2 separate regions of the Ornithorhynchus anatinus genome follow, and region 1 is linked to region 2. Evidence: chromatin contacts called from public Hi-C data. All regions are on one chromosome and are shown on one strand. The core of a region is the stretch at or near the end of the contact, and the rest is flanking DNA. Distances in the headings are between cores, read along the strand shown.

Evidence for each region. A called contact is a pair of places that touch in the nucleus more often than the background predicts.
Region 1: a Hi-C map of fibroblasts shows a contact between it and region 2, with 1.7 times the contacts expected there. The contact joins two enhancer-like sites. A contact is called at or near these places in 2 of 2 Hi-C or Micro-C datasets (fibroblasts and liver).

What each region holds. Positions count from the first base shown.
Region 1 is chr3:65,313,186-65,315,885 of mOrnAna1.pri.v4, forward strand. No RefSeq gene overlaps it. Among named protein-coding and RNA genes, the nearest start is that of ACAA2, 110 kb to the right of the region's middle. Within about 2 kb of position 1,271, the one cell type or tissue checked has an H3K27ac peak away from gene starts, as active enhancers do. A contact at or near this core is called in fibroblasts, where this site is marked.
Region 2 is chr3:65,219,171-65,221,881 of mOrnAna1.pri.v4, forward strand. All of the region lies in intron 2 of LOC114810082 (a long non-coding RNA gene), which reads left to right. Among named protein-coding and RNA genes, the nearest start is that of LIPG, 88 kb to the left of the region's middle. Within about 2 kb of position 1,266, the one cell type or tissue checked has an H3K27ac peak away from gene starts, as active enhancers do. A contact at or near this core is called in fibroblasts, where this site is marked.

The sequences.
Region 1 (2,700 bases), core at 21-2,520, 94 kb after region 2:
ACAAATTTTAAGAACAACACTTTCAGTCCCCATGGGAGATGTGGTGCTCTAATTCAGACTGTGAAAAGACAGAACATGTGTAACTCATTGTAAACAGCTGGACAGATGGAGATGAGATAATCCCAAAAGGCTGCCCTGGGCATTAAGTACCCTCTTTGCAGGGTAACGCACGATGCAGTCTTGAGTAACCCCTAGTGAAGTAATTTTCATTCAGTTCATTCAATAGTATTTATTGAGCGCTTACTATGTGCAGAGCACTGTACTAAGTGCTTGGAATGTACAATTCGGCAACAGATAGAGACAATCCCTGCCCACTGACGGGCTTACAGTCTAATCGGGGGAGACAGACAAAAACAGTAGCAATAAATAGAATCAAGGGGATGTACTTCTCATTAACTGTAAGCCCATCAAAGGGCAGGGGCTGTCTCTATCTGTTGCCGACTTGTACATTCCAAGCGCTTAGTACAGTGCTCTGCACATAGTAAGCGCTCAATAAATACTATTGAATGAATGCATGAATTAAAATAAATGGGGCAATAAAAATATATACAAATGAGCAGGTGAGCACAGTGCTGAGGGGAGGGGAAGGGAAAGGGGGAGGAGCAGAGGGAAAGTGGGGGAAAGGGAGTTTAGCTGAGGGGAGGTGAAGGGGGGTGGGCAGAGAGGGAGCAGAGGGAAAAGGGGAAGCTCAGTCTGGGAAGGCCTCTTGGAGGAGGTGAGCTCTCAGTAGGACTTTGAAGAGGGAAGAGAGTTTGGTGGAGGTGAGGAGGGAGGGCATTCCAGGACAGGGGAGGAGGTGTGTAATTTTGCGTTATAGCCATGGTGGAGTCCTGGAAGAGTCCTTTTCACAAATTCCTTTCCACTGGGAAGCTGGGAGAATGGCTTGAGAAGCAGTGTGACTTGGTGGATAAAGCAAAGGCCTGGGAGCCAGAGGATCGAGGCTCCTCCACTTGCCTGCTATATGACCTTAGGCAACTCACTTACCTTCTCTGTGCCTCAGTTTTCTCAACTGCAAAATGAAGGTTCAATACCTGTTCTCCCTTCTACTTAGACTGTGAACCCCATGTGAGACAGGGACCTGATCCGGCCTGATTAACTTGTCTCTACTGCAGCACTTAGAATAGTGCTTGACACATAGTAAGCGCTTAACAAATACTAGAAAAACTTTTTTTTAAAAAAAAGAATGTCAGGAATCGGCTCTGAATTGTTGGTTATGATTTCCTTTGAGGAGATGCTGCCTTGTCTCATGGAATTCCCCTTCGAGGAACTTCTTCCTGACTTTTTGGCCTGAATTGTTCTTTGTGCCTGGGCTTGGCAACTCTAAAGAAAACAGCCAAATTCTTGGAACATTTTCTTAGCTGCAGCCAAGAGACTGAGTTGGAGCAACAGGGGTTTTTTGGGGCAGTGAGTGAGTGAAGACTATGGAAGAAGAGAGAAGGGAAAGGGGAATGATCCAGGCTCCCCCAGACCTCACTGACAGACCCTGGTCTCTCCCTCAGCCAGGGCGGCGCTTACTCGCCCCCTCCCACTCTGCTGATTTAGTCAGCGAACCAGCGGGTCAGAAGGCAACAGATGTTCTTGTGTTTGTTGGGTTTTTTTTTTTCCTGGCAAGTGGTAATATTAGAGTCTGTGGTTTTCCCCTTTGGCTGTGAGCCAAGATCCCCAACTTGGGATGGTTGCTGAAACGCAAAGGACATTTCAGTCTTCTTCGACATCAGTGCTGGCAGCACGGGACTCAGATTAATTAGCATGGTTGTCTAAGCCAGTCTTTCAGGAAAATCCCTGTACTCCTTCTCCTCCCATTATCCTTTTCCCCACCCCTCCTTCCCCTTTCCCCCTCCCCACCCTTCCCAACTCCTTCCCTTGCCCCAGGCTTTAATTTTGGCTAATCAACTAATTGTCTTCTCAGAAGAGCGTTTCCAGCACACCTGTGCCCCAGGTTGGGAAAGCAGTTTCAATTTCTCTCAAAATGCCCCTGGGGGAAGAGTTGGCATGATTTTCTAATGTCATGACACCTCTGAGAAAAGCCACAGCTTGGAATTTTATGAATTTCTGAAGACAAGGGAAACAGGATTTAGAGAGAAAATGTATATCTTTCTCTGTTGTGTCCTTTTAGGTTCCTGGCCGAGGGCTTAAGGAGAGAGGTACAGAACGTATTTTTAGTAAAAAGTAATTTAGATGAGTGTTCCAAGTATACAATTTATATTAATGTCTGTCTCCCCCTCTGGACTTGTAAGCTCAGCGTGGGCAGGGAATGCGTCTGTTAGTGTACTCTCCCAAGTGCTTAGGACAGTGTTCTGCACATAGTAAGCACTCAATAAATACAGTTGGCTGACTGGCTCACTAACTGTATCTTGTGGCTTTGCATTTCTCTTTCGATTTAATATAGATACAGGATTGTTCACTTTCTGTTCCAAACAATTTTTCAGCAATTGGAACAGCTGCCTGGTTATGAGGCTCAAGCCATTCCTTAGGCATCAAACACTGACGTTTTAATGACTAGCGTCAAGAGACTGGCTGACTCTCCCTGAAGAAAATCCTTTCTTCTAACTTTGCCCTTCAACCCAGAGATGCCGCTGCTGGCCGTGGCTATGGGTGTGGCAGGAAATACCGATATTGGGCTAGAAATCCCTTCCTGACATGAACGAGGATTGTCCTTCAGTCTGAGGCCGTCTCCACTCTTGGCAGACGATAGTCTGG
Region 2 (2,711 bases), core at 16-2,515:
GCTTCTTTGCTTGGGTTAGTCAAGCATATTTACTGAGCACTCACTATGCAGATGTCTGTACTAAGCGATTGGGAGAGTACTCTATAACAGAATATAACGGAAACATTCCCTGTCCACAATCTTGGCTTGGCCCTGAGGGTGAAGGACCAGAGTGTCTGTCAACTTTGGGACTTTCTGGCCTCAGATCATTCCCGATTTGACTCAAATCATTAACTCCTTCAAGGCAAGGAGATGGATATCTTACTTCTGTTGTATTTAGCCCAAGGGCTTAGTACAGTGTGTTGAACTCAGGTGCTCAGTAATACCATTGATTGAATTTGGGAGTGATGACTATTGACCCCCAGAAGTTTCCAGCTATGGGGCGAAACAACAGTTGTCACCACCTCCACCCTTTTCCAAAACTCAAGAGCTTCCAAGCAAGGCTCAAGAATATTTAGAGTTTCTGTGCTGGGTGAAAAGGCTCCAAATGTACTCTTCAAATTCTGCCTGCTCCTTCCAAATCCCCCACCCGGCTTACTCTTCCTCAAAATCGCATCTCTGTTGTTCCTCCTACATATCACCCCCTTTCTCTCATTCGGAGCAGAGTTGGCATACATCGGGGAGATTAGGTTCAATGGAGAGGCAGCGAGGTGTAATGAAAAGAGCACGGGACTAGGAGTCAGAGAACCTAGGTTCTAATCCCACCTCCACCACTTGTCAGCTGTGTGACCTTGGGCAAGTCGCTTCACTTCTCTGTGCCTGTTACCTGTGCCTCTGTAAAATAGCAATTGAGCCCTATTTGTCTCTACCCCAGGGCCTGTGTACAGTGCCTGGCACATAGTAAGTGGTTAACAAATACCATTAAAAACTCACAAAGTTCTAATCTGAACTCCTCAGGGAAGAGACCTGCTGTTGTTTTCTACTGTTTGTTCCCACCCCCTAGTGTTGCAGGCACTTTTCTCGCGCAGTTTCTCTCCATCCGATAGTTCTCGTGACGAAGCCAAGCCGCATCTGGTATTGAAGACTGCCAACTCTGTCACCACCATCACATGTCCAGGCTCCTAATCTGGGGCTCTGCACACAAGAGTTGCTTAATGCTGTTGATGATGAAACTCTAGGGCAGACCCAAATCCTAGGAACGATCCCAGAACTGAGGTCAGGTCAATCTGGGCCACTGGGCAGAGATGGGAAAAAGCTCAGAATCACCTTGCTACCTTGGTTCCCATGTCACCTGATGGACACCTCCCCCAGCCCGCCACCTGAAACCTCCTCTGGTCCGGTGGGACTAACTGCTCACTCCAGCTGCAGGCACTGGGCCACCTCCGTGCCGCTCTGCTCCGATCTGAACTCGAGCCAAGCAGGGAAATTCCAATGCGCTGGGCTCAGTGACCATTCCTGACATAGGGTGGGGCAGCTCCTTCCCCAGGAATCCATCTCTCACATCCCACGAGGCCACCCGAGGTGTCCGGGCACCACTTGGAGTTGGCCAAGGTCCAGATCTCTTGGCTTCCTCCCAGCAAAGGAATTTCTCCCTCCCCCATCCCTTCACCCCTCCTTCTCTGAGTGTGGGTACCTGCAAGCAGATCAGGAGGAGGTTGCCCTCAGAGCCAGTGCTGCTGAAAGCAAGGGAAACTGAGGTCGGACCAGGTCTGCCCGGACCTAGTGGGTTTGGGCTGGGAGTGGTCCAGCCTGGAATCCCCTCTTTTTTTCCTTCATCATCCTTATCATTGTGGTTCATGAGGACCTATTTGGGATGGGCTTCTCAGCCCATCCTTAGTCCTGAGGGCCGTAGAGAGACAGGACACTTCTGCAGATCCTCTCCTCCCCCATTTCCAGGTGATTTAGATTGAAAATTTGGAGATCTGGGCTCAGTATGGCTCCAGGGAATGATAAAAGGATGCATACCTGATTGGGCTTCCTCCAGTAACTGGGTTTGGAAGGGAGTAGGCCTGGGCTAAGTAGGAGAGCAGCGGCTGAATCGCCTTTGTTTGATTTGTTGCTTTCCATGATGCAGTTGTATCAGAGGTGGGAGGAATTGGGGGTTTGTGGAAGAATGGAAAGAGACAGGAGACGTGTGGATTGTAAGGGTTCTGAGAGGGAATAATTTTGGGATTGGCCAGTTGAGCCATGCTTGGATGTGGTAAGGGCAGATGTCAACCTTGCCACTCTTGTGGAAGTGTAAAGCAGAGGCTCCCGTCCCTGGGGATGACACAACCTAAGTCCCTTCCTTTCAGCTGTGGTGGGGTCAGTGATCATGAGGAAAGCTAGAATCCATGTAGAGAGAGACCAGCTTGAGGGAGGGGAGAAGCATTGTGGTCTAGTGGAAAGAACATGGGCAACAGAAGGACCTGGGTTCTAATCTCAGCTTCTTCACTTCATAATAATAATGATGGTTTTTGTTAAGCGCTTACTATGTGCCGAGTACTGTTCTAAGTGCTGGGATAGATGCAAGGTAATCAGGTTGTCCCATGTGGAGCTCGCAGTCTTGATCCCCTTTTAACAAATGAGGGAATTCAGGCACAGAGAAGTTGTGACTTGCCCAAAGTCACACAGCTCACAAGTGGCGGAGTGGGATTTGAACCCACTTCCTCCCAAATCCATGCTCTTTCCACAAAGCCCTGGCTACTTTGCACTTATCTGCTCTGTGACCTTGGACAAGTTAATTAGTTTCTCTGTGTCTCAGTTACCTCATCTATGAAATGGGGATTAAGACTGTGAGCCCCATATGGGAC